2 separate regions of the Sus scrofa genome follow, and region 1 is linked to region 2. The links are chromatin contacts, called in public Hi-C maps. All regions are on one chromosome and are shown on one strand. The core of a region is the stretch at or near the end of the contact, and the rest is flanking DNA. Distances in the headings are between cores, read along the strand shown. Region 1 holds the start of IGFALS (insulin like growth factor binding protein acid labile subunit). Region 2 overlaps MSRB1 (methionine sulfoxide reductase B1).

Region 1 (6,799 bases), core at 3,831-6,330, 150 kb after region 2:
GCTGTGGCTGGGATTCAATCCCTGGCCCCGAAACCTCCACATGCCCTGAGTGCAGCCACAACATTAAAAGAACATCTACTAATTTCCAAATGGCTGCTCTGTCAAATCATTCCGAACTCAGTTATTACAACACGAACGTAGCCCCTGGCCGTTCTGGAGGTCGAGGCTGACAGCAGCCTCCCTGCACTGCAGGGTCAGCAGAGCTGTTCCTTGGGGGGCTCTGGGGCCAAACTCTGTCCCCGGCCTTTCCCACTGCTGGAGGCTCCCCACCGCCCTCCCTTTGCAAAACTCAGCAACTAGGGGTCGCAGCCTCCCCTCCCTGCCTCATGCTGCCCTCCCCCCTTCCACTTTTAGGGACCCCTGTAATTACACGGAGACCCCCCGCAAAGTCCAGGTCACCCTCACCGTCTGGAGGTCGGCGGAGGAGCAGCCTCATTCCCCTTTGCCCTGCACCCTGACACAGGCACCACCGCGGGGACAGGAGAGGGCCATCTCTGGTCGGGAGCCTCCTCCTGCCTGCGACGGCAGCTGTGAAGACAAGCCCGCATCCTCAGCGCTGGGGAAGGAGTGTAGGCTCCCTGCTCTTGGCCCTTGGCAGTGGCCCACGGGGTGTGCAGGGAAGCTCGTGCAGACGAAAGGCGTCTCCACATGCATAGGGTCCCCGCTGGGTGGCAACGGGACTGATGGCCTCTTGGGAGCACTGAGGTGCAGTGGGTAAGGCTCTGGTGGTGCTGCAGCTCTGGCTTAGGTCACAACTAGGGCTCCGATCTGATCCCTGTGCGGCGGGGCGGCCAAAAAAGGGAAAAACCACGTCCTTATGCACAGACAGTGTGATCCTGTGTGTGGCCTAAGGAGTCAGATACACACACACCGGGAATTAAGAAGCTGAGCCGGAGAAATCTGTTGGGATTACACAGGCTAAAGCCAACCTGAAAACAAAATCACACCAGTTCCACTCACCACGACATCAAGACAAATAAAATACTCAGAAATCACTTTATCAAACCTACTGTAAGATTCATACGCTAAAAACTACCCCGTCCCCCATGCTAAGAGAGGAGTTCTGGTCGGGGCGCACTGGAAACGAATCCGACTAGGAACCATGGGGTTGTGGGTTTGATCTTGGCCTCCCTCAGTGGGTCGGGGATCCAGTGTTGCCATGAGCTGTGGTGTGGGTCACAGATGCAGCTTGGATCCTGTGTGGCTGTGGCTGTGGTGTAGGCTGGTGGCTACAGCTCTGATGCGACCCCTAGCCTGGGAACCTCCATATGCCACAGGGGTGGCCCTAAAAAAGACAAACCAACCAAAAAAAAAAAAAAAAAAAGCCAAGAGAAAGAAGATAGATGTACACGGAAAGACAGCTGCGTTTCCTTTTTCTTTTTATGGCCACACCCGAAGCACATGGAAGTTGCTGGGCCAGGGATTCAATCCCAGCCACAGCTGTGACCTACGCCTGCAGGGGGATCCACACCGCACCGCTGCAGCAACCCCGCAGTCAGATTCCTTTTTTTTTTTTTTTTTTTGGTCTCTTTAGGCTGCACCCACGGCACATTGGAGGTTCCCAGGCCAGTGGTCAAATCAGAGCTGCAGCTGCCAGCCTACACCACAGCCACAGCCACGTGGGATCCGAGCCGCATCTGCGACCTACACCACAGCTCACGGCAATGCCGGATCCTTAACCCATTGAGCGAGGCTGGGGATCAAACCTGTGTCCTCATGGATACTAGTTGGGTTTTTTACCATTGAACCACAACAGGAACTCCTTCAGTCAGATTCTTAACCCACTGAGCCACAGTGGGAACTCTGATAATCTGTGTCTCCCATGGAGCAGGTCTTTGTGACCTGGGTTAGAGAAAGAGTCAGGAGACACCACGCTGAAATCATGTGCCATGTAGGAAAAAACGGATCAAGTGGACCTCATAAAATCAACTTCTGTACTTCGAAAGACATTTTTTTAGGAAAAGAGATAAACCACAAACAAATATCTGCAAATATTATCTCTGATAACCCATAACCTATAAAGTCCACCACCCATAATATACACTTAGAACTCAGTGAGACACCTCAATTAAAAAGGGGCAAAAGTCTGGAGCAGACCCTTCCCCCAAGAGGACCTAAGACCTGCAATAAGCACGTGGGAAAATGCCCAGTATCCACAGAAACACAGCACAGCTTAAAACATCCAACCAGAACCCTGACCACACCAGATCGTGGCGACGCGGAACTGGGATTCTCAGTTTGTGAAACGATACAATCATTTTAGAAAACGGTCTTTTAAAAATTAGACAGAGGCTCTGGGAGCCAGCAAGCCCCCGCCTGAGAATCCGCCCTAGAGGAGCGAAGCCCACGTCCCCCCAACCGTCCAGGGCAACGGTGCTCCCTGTGGACAGCCCCAAACGGAAGCTCACCAGGTGTCCGTCAGCGGACGTGGCGAGGCCAGCAGATGGGATGGCAGCGGCGTCACCAGCAGGGACACGGATGTGCTGAGCGAGTGCGCCACAGGCACGAGCCCTGAAGACATGCTGGGCGAGGCAGGTGGGGTCCGCAAGGCCCCCCGTCGGCTGCCGACGTTCTGCAGGTGGCTGGTGCGGGCGGCTGCACGCGTTACCGAGGGTCGGGTGGAACAGCATCAAAAGCAACAACCATCGACAGGGAAAACACACAAACCCTGAAACAGACGTGCAAGATCCTAACATGGAAAGCTACAAAGACGCCCCTAGAGACCCCTGCGCCCCGTCCACAGATGGACACTCAAGCTGCAACACAGTCAAAGTCGGATGGGTGTCTGCGCCCACCGCACACACGGACCTGCACGGGGCCCCGCGTCCAGGAAGCTCTCGGAGGAGGATCCGCTCTGCCTCCAAGGCCCAGGAGGTGCCCAGAAAGGAGCAGGCCGCAGTGGGCCCTGCCAACAGCCAAGGTGGTGCCGAGGGGCGCAGGGGAAGGGAAAGCCCAGGGAGGCAACCGTGCCCCTGCTCGCTCCGAGGAGGCATCTGCACGCGTGGGTGGCCCGCAGGTGCCCCAGAGGGCAGGGCTCTAACGCCTTCACCAGGTGGCTTAGGAGGCCGTACTCAAGTGTGTGGCTGTGGCGTGGCCGGCAGCTGCAGCTCCGATTCGACCCCTTGCCTGGGAACGTCCATGGGCCGCGGGTGTGGCCCTAAAAAGACAAAAACCAACCAAACAAAACCACCACCCCAAGTCCCACGGACGGCAGCCAAATTGACGATGAGCCGGAGACTGACACGCACCTGCCAGGACGGTCCCCTGGCCAAGGAGCCAGTGTCCCCAGAGCCATCACTTGTGCTGAGAAGGGGACAATGACTGTCACTGTCACCCCCTTTGGAGCTGAGCACAGACCGGGCACCCGGGTGGTCCCAGGAGGGTGTGACCCCTAACTACCCGGGGGCCTGCCCTCCCAGGACCCTCACGTGCACACGCGGCCCTGGGTGGCAGGGCATTTGGACAGAAAGCGGGGAGAGACGACGGCGACGCGGCCCGAGGGCGCCCAGACCCCGCGCTTCCGTGGACATGTGTCCAGGCTCCTTAAGGGAATCTCAGGCGCCCCGTGCAGAGGCCAGCGCGGCTGCGGAGGGTCAGGGGCCAGGACTCTGCCAGACTCGGGAAAGGTTTCGAAACCCAGAGCGCGCCTGGGCTCTTACAGGCGGCTTCCAGCCCTAAACCCTCAAACGCGAGAAGGCGGCCTGTGAACCACCCCTCCAGTCCATGTGCGCCTGGCCCGCGGGGCCACCTGGGAGCTCTGCTGAGTCTGCGCTTTCTGCAGTGGAGACGTGTGTTTACCGTGTAAATGGCTGGGTGTGGACTTTCTCCTGGTGGATCTATAATTTCTCAGAAGAGAAGCTGAGAAACGACCTGGAAAGAAATCAAAGCTCAATAGAGGGATGAGGACCAAGCTGGGCCCCTCGGCGCGGCTGCAGGGGCGCTGGGGAGGGGGCGCACCGAGGCCCCCACCTCCTCCCTCTGCCTCCCCAGGTGAGGTCCGAGGGGCCCGACCCCGCAACAGGCCTTGTCCTCCCTAACTCGGGTCCACCTTTTCAACCCCTTCCAGACCCTCTGAGAGCAGGCCCAGTGCCCGGGGCGGGTGGAGGGCTGGGCAGGCCCCTCGAGCGGCAGGGCGGGCAGCCGGAGGGCGCCTCCTCCTGCAGGTCGGGAAGGGCTCTGACCTGCAGGCCCGGGGCCGTGGCCACGCCCCTTCCCCCGTCTGACCCCAGGCCGCACGGGCACCTGTCCCAGGGCCTGGGCAGGGTGGGTGGCTGTGCCCCACAAGCGCCCAGGAGGACAGCGTGGGGCCTGCTGCTGGTGGCGGCTGAGCTCAGGGCCGCTGGACCTGGCCCCCGAGGCCAGGCCGTGCCCCGCTCTCTTCCCGGGAGTACTCTGCGGGGACAGCAAACATGAGGTGGCTGGGCCCTGCCAAGCATTCCTAGAAGAGGCTGGGGGAGGGGCAGCCGCCAGACACCAGCTGACCCCGAGGTCACAGGAGAAGCCAAGACTGGGCCAGGCCCCTGGGCGCTGGGACAAGAACCCCACCCCGGCAGGCAGTTAGGAAACAGGAGGAGGGGGAGGCCAGCACGCCGGAGAGGGGGCAGAGGCTTAACTCCCACGTGGCCGGGTGCCGGGCGGGGAGACCCCCAAGCTGCCCGAGGGGCCCCCGCCCACACGCGGGAGGCCGGCTGGCCGTGCCCCAGCTCCTCGCGGGCTGCTCTGAAGGAGACCCCCGCCCGCCCGGCCTGCAGCCCAGTGCTGCCCCGCCCAGCCCCGCAGGGGGACGGAAGAGGGGCCTGGAGGAGGGGCCGGGAGGAGGGGGACAGGCCCCTTGCGGCCCCTCCATCTGCACCAGGCCCACCTCGCCCCCCTAAGGCGCTGCAGGGTGGATGCCGCCCCCCGCCCGTGCCCTGCCGTCCCCACCGTGCGCCCTCGGTGCCGAGGCTGGCGGCCCGGCAGGAGGGGGTTAAGCGCACTGGGGCCAGCAGGGCCGGGCTGACCGGTAAGGAGGGTGCTGGCCGCCGGCGGCGGCGGTGGGGAAATCCAGAGGGCAGGAGCGGCCGGCCCAGCAGACGCGCCCATTCGCCGCCCGCCTGTGGCCCGCTCTGCACGAGGGATGGCCCTGAGGAAAGGTGAGGCCCCGCGGGCCAGCACCCGCTCCTGGAGGGCTGGCCCCGTGCCCGAGCCCCTGGGGCAGGGGCTGCCCCCTGGGAGGGCGCAGCTCAGGGCAGGCCGGGGGCTGTGGGAGACCACAGGCGGGGAGGGGGTGGGGGGGGCGTGATGGTTGGCAGTGGCAGGGGGCCCGGCCGAGCCCAGCCCCGAGAAGCTCCTGGCCTCCCCTACCTCCTCCCCCAGCCCAGGACCCAGGCTAGCAGTGCAGGCGGGGGAGGCCTCACCCCAGACCCTCCACTGGGCCATGGCCTGTGCTCCCAGCCACCCCGGAGGCCAGGCCCCCGCCACCCGGGTTATCCCGCCTCCGGCGGGGTGAGGCCCCCACCCCAGGACCTCGAGCTCTTGGGGGGGCAGGGAGGAGCCGGTGCAGTGGGCAACCTGGTGCCCAGCGGAGGTCTGGGGGGTGTTGCCGGGGAGCCTGGCATCCTTTGTCCTGGGACGCTATGCGGTCTCGGGTCCCCCGCTGCCCGGAGGCCTGTGCCCTGTTCCTTCCCCAGCCACGGCACTGGGCCAAGTCCCCGGGTGTGGACCGCACCCCGGTCTGGCGTCGGGGGCACTGTCCAGACCCTCGGGGCAGCAGGTGCACATACCCACCGAGGCCTGCTCTGGAACATTCTCGCGCTCACGCCTTCCTCCAGGCCCGCTGGCAGCCTAGGCTGGCTTGAGGGTCCATCGTGAGGATGCAGACGAGTCCATGGCCTAATCGCCAGGTCCCCAGCCCTGTTTTTCTGGAACAGGCGTCACCGCTCCGTGGGTCCTGCGGGTGGAAAGGGCAGCCAGGTTTGGACCGGAGGACGTGCCAATCGTCCTGCCTGTCTCCTGTTGCCCGTCTACGTGGGGGACCAGTGCCTCCCTCCAGCCCAGTCAGCAGTGCCCGGTCCTGGCCGTGGGCTGCTTCCCGGTCTCCTGGGCCCCGTCAGGGCCGCCTCCCCAAGCCCCTCTCCCCACAGGAGGCCGCGCCCTGGCGGCGCTGCTGGTCTCCTGGGCGGCGCTGGGCCCCTGCACCCTGGCAGGCACGGAGCCCGGGGCGCCATCGGACGCCGAGGGCCTGCCGTGCCCGGCTGCCTGCTCCTGCGGCCACGACGACTACACGGACGAGCTCAGCGTCTTCTGCAGCTCCCGGAACCTCACGCAGCTGCCCGACGGCATCCCAGACGCCGCCAGGGCCCTGTGGCTGGACAGCAACAACTTCTCCTCCGTCCCCGCGGGGGCTTTCCGCAACCTCTCCAGCCTGGGCTTCCTCAACCTGCAGGGCAGCGGCCTGGCCAGCCTGGAGCCGCAGGCGCTGCTGGGCCTGCAGAACCTGTACCACCTGCACCTCGAACGGAACCAGCTGCGCAGCCTGGCGGCCCACACCTTCCTGCACACGCCGGGCCTGGCCTCACTCGGCCTCCACAACAACCTGCTCAGCCGGGTGGAGGAGGGCCTCTTCCAGGGCCTGACCAACCTCTGGGACCTCAACCTGGGCTGGAACAGCCTGGCCGTGCTGCCTGACACTGCGTTCCATGGCCTGGCCAACCTGCGGGAGCTGGTGCTGGCCGGCAACAAGCTGACCTACCTGCAGCCCGCGCTCTTCTGCGGCCTGGGCGAGCTGCGCGAGCTGGACCTGAGCAGGAACGCCCTGCGG
Region 2 (6,788 bases), core at 1,099-3,598:
TGTCCCCAGCCGCCCCCTGGACGCCTCTCCTGTCTTGAGAGCACAAATCCCTTTCCTCCTTGGCCGCCCACAGGACTGCGGCGAGGCCCCCCCCCCTCGGGCTCACCCTCTGTGAAATGGGGCTGCTCACAGCCCCTGCTCGCCGCCCTCGCTGGGGGGTGAGGCAGGGCGGTACGCGGCAAGGGTTTGGGAACACGGCGCGAGCGGGGGAAGAGCAGACTCTGGGGGCCCCGCAGCTCTCCGGGAAGAAAACAAGCAGAGACCCTCCCAGGTGGGGCCCCGCCGGGGCAGCATCTGGAACCTGAGTTAGCAGTGACTGGTCTCTCTCCCTCGTGTCTTTCAGGCCAAGAATCATCTCCCTCCCAGGGACAGTAGGCGGGCAGCCCACGCCCTTCCCACGTGAACACTGCTTGGTGGCCATGCTCTGGCCGGCCCATCATAGAAGTGGAACCCCAGCCATTCAGACTGAAATGTCAGGCAGGCTTCCGAGGCCTTGGCTCTGAACAGGCTCCTTGGGAGAAGGAGAAGGCCCATCCTCGGCTGCCAGGGCGGGCCCCGTGGGCCTGGCTGTCGGCTGGCACCAGGGTCTCAGGGAGTGGGAGCCAGGCCTGGCTCGTCACCCCCACCTTCTCAGCCCATGGCCCCTCCATGCCTTGTCTGGACTTCACCCCGGCGGGGCCCAGTTCTCAGATGGGCCCTGGCCTCAGCAAAGCTCTCACCCACCCCCCGCAGGCTGTGCTGGGACAGAAGGTGAGCAGAGGCGGCCCAGCCGGCTGCTCCAGGGTCACTGTATGATACACTCTGGCTAAACCCTTGCAGGCGGCCAGAGGGGTGATGGTCTGTGACTCCCGAGGGGAGCAGGCGGAGGGGGCGGGTCTCTGGGCTCTGAGTTACGAAAGAGAAATCCCGGACCTTCTGGCACAGTCTGTATGGGTGCTGCTCTCCCAGCTCAGGCTTAGGAAAGCAGCTCTTGCTCCACCAGCCTGATCGGGCGCGGCCAGGGCCCGGAGCTCCCAGCCTCAGCTCGCGCCTTCTGAGGAGAAGGTGCCCGTGCCTTACTGCGCATGCTCTGAGGCTCGTGCTGGCGGGGAGGGTGGGTGAAGCCCCTCCTGCCTGAATGCCCTGTAATCGGGAGGCGATCAATACACAAATGGAACCCAGGCTCGCCGTCTTTGGGAACGACACCAAGGATGCCAGGATCCAGGGTCAGGCGTCGCACAGCCGGTTCACTTGTGCCACGAATGTTTCTTGCGCATTGGATCCATGTCAGTTTCTGGCTTGCCTGCCCGCCAGGTCTGGAGGCACGGTGGCGACCGTGTCCGCCTGGTGGCGATGCGCAGGTGGGCCAAGTGGAGCCCGCAGCGGGGAGGCAGAGGTGGTCAGTGTGGCCGGCGTGGCTGGGGAGGGAGGAGGCGGAGGCCTGTTCAGTCTGCTTGCTCCTTGGTGATGGGGCCCTTCCCAGCCACAGGCCAGCGTCTCTGCTCTGGCCCTTGGTGAGCCTCCACCTAACGCTGCGACCTTGAGTGGAGCACTTCACCTTCCTGTGGAACCCAGCCTGTGCCCTTGTTGGGTGAGGGCACAGGAAGATGGTGGCGTGGCTGCATGTGTTCCGAGCACATGGGCTGGAGCTGAGACACCAAGCAGAGGTGTGTACGTGGCAGGTGGGAGGGGTCGGTATCGACAAAGTACCAGGGAGGCCAAGGCAGAGGAACCCATGCAGAAGGGGCTTCCTGCTGCTTGTCCCCCTGCCACCCACACACACATACACACACATACACACACAGTGTGGCAGCCTCCTTGTCTAGAAAACACATCCATCTCTGCTCTGCTGGCAGCCACCACTGATGGCAGCTGCTAGGGACCCCCCTACCTGGGGTTGCAGAGAATGGGTCCCCCACCCCGTGTTTCCAGCTTGTGTCTCTGACCGGCTTCCCCTCTGTGTCCCAAGCTGGTCATTGGCTAAAGTGGAGTCAGGGTCATCACCAGCCCTGAGGCACTGTCACAGCCCAGCGCTGGCCCAGGTGTGTCCACGGTGGGTGAGCAGTGAGAGCTTGGTGCATCTTCACAAGAATCACCACCCTGAAAGTCTCCCCTAAGCCTAGGGGCAGGTGTTCATTTTCAGGGGGGACAGGAGGCCCAGAGAGGTGATGGCCTTGCCTGAGGCTCCTCAACCTCATGTCCTCTCTCCCCACACCTGTCCCTGTCCTCACTTACCCCTCATGAGGAAGTAGCTCTGGGAAGGAAGGCGGCTGCCGCTTGAGTTCAGCCCGATGGCAGCAGGCATGTGGAAGGTGGCTGGGCTGGGGCTGGAGCCAGTTGCACGTCAGCAGGAAGCTTGGGCTCTGGGGCCCGTGGGCCTCCTTGGACTTTGCTCACTTCTCCCAGCATTCCTGGCTCTGTATCCTGGTCCACGGTGTCCCTGAGAGTGAACTTGGCCCAAGAGCAACTGGCCTCTTCCTACAAATTGGGCCAATGTGTCCAGGCTGTGCTGCCTCTCTGGGCACAGACCTGTAGCAAGGTGGGCAGAAGGACCTGCTGATGCCCCGGTGGGCATGTCTGGTAGGAGAGCAGGAGCAGCAGTGCCTAGCTGCCTGCACCCCAGGGGCCCCACACTCATTCTGGTTTACGGGGCAGTGGAGGCTGGCAAGCAGTGCCCTTGGAGGAGTGAGGTGACAAGGGGGAGCCCCAGGACTCCAAGGTCCCTCACACCAGGAGCCTGGCAATGGATGGCTCTGGGCAGGGTCTCTGCCAGGGACTGGATGTAATCATAAACTCCCCCCCCCCCCCCACTGCGGGGTTACAGCATAGCCTTTGGCCTGCAGCCTCATTCCTTCTTGAGAAATAAAGGCTCTTTGAGAGGCCAGCCCCCTCTGCCCTTTACCTGTGCTCCCTTGCTTGTTGGATGGAGCCTCCAGGACACAGCCATCCAAGCTAAGGTTTGCACTGCCAGGCCAGGGCACAGCAGGGCAGGGGAACGTGGGGCAAAGTGGGAGAAAGAGGAAATCTGGGACTCTGCTGATCCTCAGTCCGGAGGCAGGCCCCCGCCACCCCCCCCCCGCCCCAGCGCTCAATAAATGTGGAACAGATGAGTGAATTGGCAATGCTTGAGACAGTCCCTCATCCAAAGCTGTGCTTTCTTTGTCTGAGCGACAAGTACCAGGAAGAGCCCTGACCCTGGTGGGCGTGCTGCTAGGGGTAGGTCCTAGGACCGCTGAGCCCTTGCATGCATGTGGGCACTGCTGGCAAGTGGACGAGGGAGCCTGGAGAGGTCTGCGAAGGTCACTGCTAAGTTAGCCACCGTGGCTTTACTCCCCGCACAGCCCTGGTAGGGGGCTTAGCGTTAAGACCCCGTCTGAGTCCGTCGGTCCTTAGGGTCCCCTTCCCGGGGATCGGGCGCAGGGACCGTGCGCAGCACAGACCAGCAGGGGCCGCGCTGGCTCCGCGCTGTGAGTGCGCTGGGGCGGGTCTGAGGGGCGCGCCCAACCCCGAGGCCTCCGAGGCGGCGACGACCCCGCCCCTCGGTCGCGGCCCCGCCCCCCGGCCCGCTCAGCCCCAGCCCTGCGGTGCCGCCTCGCGCCTTGGCTGTGCTTCCCCGTGGCACCCACTGGTCCGCGTCCGCATCCCGTGGCCCCCAGTCCGCGCCCGCCCAACACGCCAGTGCCCAGCACGCGGGGGGGCGGGTGGTGATTTATGATTACATCCAGTCCCTGGCAGAGACCCTGGCGTCCAAGGGGGCGGGGGTGGGGGGGGCCCCATTCGGCGGACTTCAAGAACGTGACCCGTGCAGGGGAAGAGTCGAGACCCACGGTGCCTCTTGTGGAGTCGGCCGAGCGTGACAGAGCTGGCGGGTGGAGGAAGGTGGAGGCAGGACGCCCCCAGTCCCAGCCGAGCCCTAGCGGCGACACCCCCTGCACCCAAACCCCTGCACCTGGGCCTCTAGGCCGGCCTCGGAGAACTGAGCGATCTCGTTCCCGCCCCCCAAAAGGCGAGTCCTGAAGGGGTCGCTGCACGTAATAGCTTGAGATGAGTCGGCATCAAGTTGCGCTGCCTTCTCCCCGCTCCCTCTGCGCAGCTGCGCAGAGTCAGGGTGAGCGACCCACACACCCGCGTGACTATATCCGCGGCCCGGGGGAGACAGGGACCCCAGGATCACCTGTCACCCTAGCCCTGGGCACTGGGGCTCCGCTTAAGGAGCTCGGGGGCTCAGGGGAGACAGTTGGTGGGCCTCTGGTTGCACCAGAAGGAGGGGGCTGCCGGTGAGGGGATTGACTTGCCTGCGCCTTTGCCTCCCAGCCCCTCAGCACCCCCAGCACCTTCTCTAGGCCTAATGTGTTCCTTGTAAAGCCATGGAGATTGTCCATGGTTCAGCCCTCGCTACATGTCTCACCACGTTTCATTTCCAACCAGGGTAGGTACAAGTTACTCCTGGCCTCAGAGGGCTTGGTGGCTGCACTGCTGGAGCCGGAGCAGAGAGGAGACCCCTCCCTGGGCCTCTGTCCCAGAGGTGCAGTTGGCCCGTTCTTCTGGGCTCACCCTTCCACCTCCTCAGGCAGGGGCCTTTTGTTCCCTTTTACTCGGAAATGTGCGATTGGGTTGGGCTCCTTTGAGACCAGAGCCCCTGGGGTATGTCTGGAGGCTGGGGGAGGCCAGGAAAGCTGGAGTCAGAGGGACAAGGATGGAGTCATTGTTCTCTGGGGAGGGGGTGGGTCTTCTTGCTGGAGCAGGAAGCCTGCAGCTTAGGGAAGGGTCTGGCGGAGAGCAGGGCAGAGTTCAAGGCTCTGCCCTGGGCTCTGGGTCTTCCCGATCCCAAGCTGAGCAAGCCTGGCTGTGCACCGTTGGCATGTCTGTCTGATTGGTGGTCGGTACTGGGTGTTTCCCTGGAGGTGTGGGGGGATGGGGTGTGGCTCTCCTGGGGGTGCTGTCTGCTAGCACCTGCCATGCAGGAGTCTCCACACTGGGGACATGGCAGCTGGGGTCTGTCAGCAGGCCTCTGAACCCCCTCCTGCTGTGTGTATCCTGAGCCTGCACCAGGTCCTTTGCTCACAGTCACCTTCCAGTTAATGGGGACCCTTGCCTGGGCACAGATGGACAGACGTGACCACAGAGCTCCAGTGACTCAACAGTGTGGAACCACTTGGACAATGCTTCCCTTCCCCACGACACTGAGAGGTTCCCATGCCCAGAAGCCTGGCGTGGGGCCAAAAAGTTGGAGGAGGTGGGGATGGGGGGGGCAGAGGGAGTCCTGTTTCTGCGGGACCCTTTTCCCCCCTTTAGCTTCGCCTTGAGTGGACTGGGGCTGCCAGCCTAGAAGGACTGTCATATTGCTATGAATTGAACTGGGCCAAGCTGGTGGGTGGGAAGCAATTTGCAGGGCCCAGGGATGCATCCTGGGAGCCTGGGTCTCTGTCTTCTCCTGGAGATGCAGTGGCCCCTGGCAAACGGCCCTCGGTCTGGGCTGATCCCTCCAGGAAGACCCAGGGAAAAGGAGTGAGGGCGGCTGGAAGCAAGCAGGGGGCTGTCACTGAGTAGGAGAAGGCTCTGGCTCCTGGCCAGCCCTCTAGCCCCAGGCAGGCTCCCTGCATGTGTGTGACCACACGGGTTGGCTGGGAGGCCCTCGCTCCCCACTCCCAGCCGGGGGAAACTTCGCGGGCCCCTCCTGATGCTGGGCATCTTGTCAGCCCTGGCAAACCCTTCTGTGTCAGGGTCCCTAGATCTGGCTGGTCACCAGGAACAAGACCCTGGGTTCCAGCAAACCAGGCTGGCCTGATACCTGGGCCACCAGGGAACTCCTCATGTGTTTTGTTTGTTTTGTTTTGTTTTGTCTTTTTAGGGCCGCATCCGCGGCCTATGGAGGTGCCCAGGCTAGGGGTCCAATGGAAGCTGTAGCCCCTGGCCTACACCACAGCCATGGAAATGCGGGATCCGAGCCGCATCTGCAACCTCCACCACAGCTCACGGCAACGCTGGATCCTTAACCCACTGAGCGAGGCCAGGGATCAAACCTGTGTCCTCATGGATACTAGTGGGGTTTGTTGACTACTGAGCCACATTGGGAACTCCTATTGTTTTTTAAAGTCAGAAAGTGAAGTGCAGAGAGCCTGGGTAGCTGCCAAGGTCACCTGCTGGGAGGGGCAGAGTTGGTCTTGGGTCAGACTTTAGCTCCCACAGTCTTACTGTCAGCTTTGTACGGGGCTGCACGGGCCCAGCCCTGCCATGGCCTCCTGCTCCCCTCATTCTCCACCAGGTGGAACCGGGCTCTGGGACTGGGTGGGTAGGTGGGGAGATGTCTCTTACGGCCCCTCCCCAGGAGGAAACCGCAGCCGAAATGGAAAAACCCCACACAAATCAAAGACAGCTGGGCCCGCCCTCAGCCTCTGCCCGCTCCCCTGGGCTCCCCTTGCAGGCCGAGGAATCCTACCAGGCTGAGGAAGTGGGTCTGGGGGGTAAGGTTGTGGTTCTAGGGGAGGATGTTTCTGGAAGCCCCCAGCTGTCCCCCACAGCGGGAGAGACTGCACGGTATTATTCCTCATCTTCCAGAGTGGGGCAGCTGTGTGCACACCCCGCACGGCCGTCTGGGGGTGCCCAGGCTGGGGGTGTCCACCCTGGTTCCGGGACAGGCTGGGAAGTAGGTGGAGAGGGGCTTGGGAGAGGGGTCCGCACCTAGACTCTCACACGGAGTCACTCAGTCATTCAACAAACATTCATAAGCACTCCTTATGGTTACGTGTAGAGCCACAGAAGGAGTCAACACTGACCCCATCCCTGCCCTTGCAGGGCTCATGGGTAGG

The links. Hi-C and Micro-C count contacts between places; a contact is called where the count stands out from the background.
Region 1: a Hi-C map of liver shows a contact between it and region 2, with 2.3 times the contacts expected there. The contact joins the promoter of IGFALS here to the enhancer-like site in region 2. A contact is called at or near these places in 3 of 5 promoter capture datasets (fetal liver, fetal skeletal muscle and liver) and 2 of 47 Hi-C or Micro-C datasets (epiblast stem cells and liver).

Annotation. Positions count from the first base shown.
Region 1 is chr3:40,169,719-40,176,517 of Sscrofa11.1, forward strand. IGFALS (insulin like growth factor binding protein acid labile subunit) reads left to right here and starts at 5,081. Exons shown (of 2, transcript NM_001048186.2): 1 at 5,081-5,132; 2 at 6,123-6,799. The coding sequence starts at 5,117. LOC110259948 (vegetative cell wall protein gp1-like) reads right to left here and starts at 5,895. Exons shown (of 4, transcript XM_021086838.1): 1 at 5,767-5,895; 2 at 3,799-3,870; 3 at 2,409-2,668; 4 at 1-528.
Region 2 is chr3:40,020,578-40,027,365 of Sscrofa11.1, forward strand. MSRB1 (methionine sulfoxide reductase B1) reads left to right here. Exons shown (of 4, transcript NM_001097460.1): 4 at 344-1,159. The coding sequence ends at 375. Among named protein-coding and RNA genes, the nearest start is that of HS3ST6, 6.0 kb to the right of the region's middle. Within about 2 kb of position 2,349, at least 18 of the 83 cell types and tissues checked have an H3K27ac peak or open chromatin away from gene starts, as enhancers often do. A contact at or near this core is called in fetal liver and liver, where this site is marked.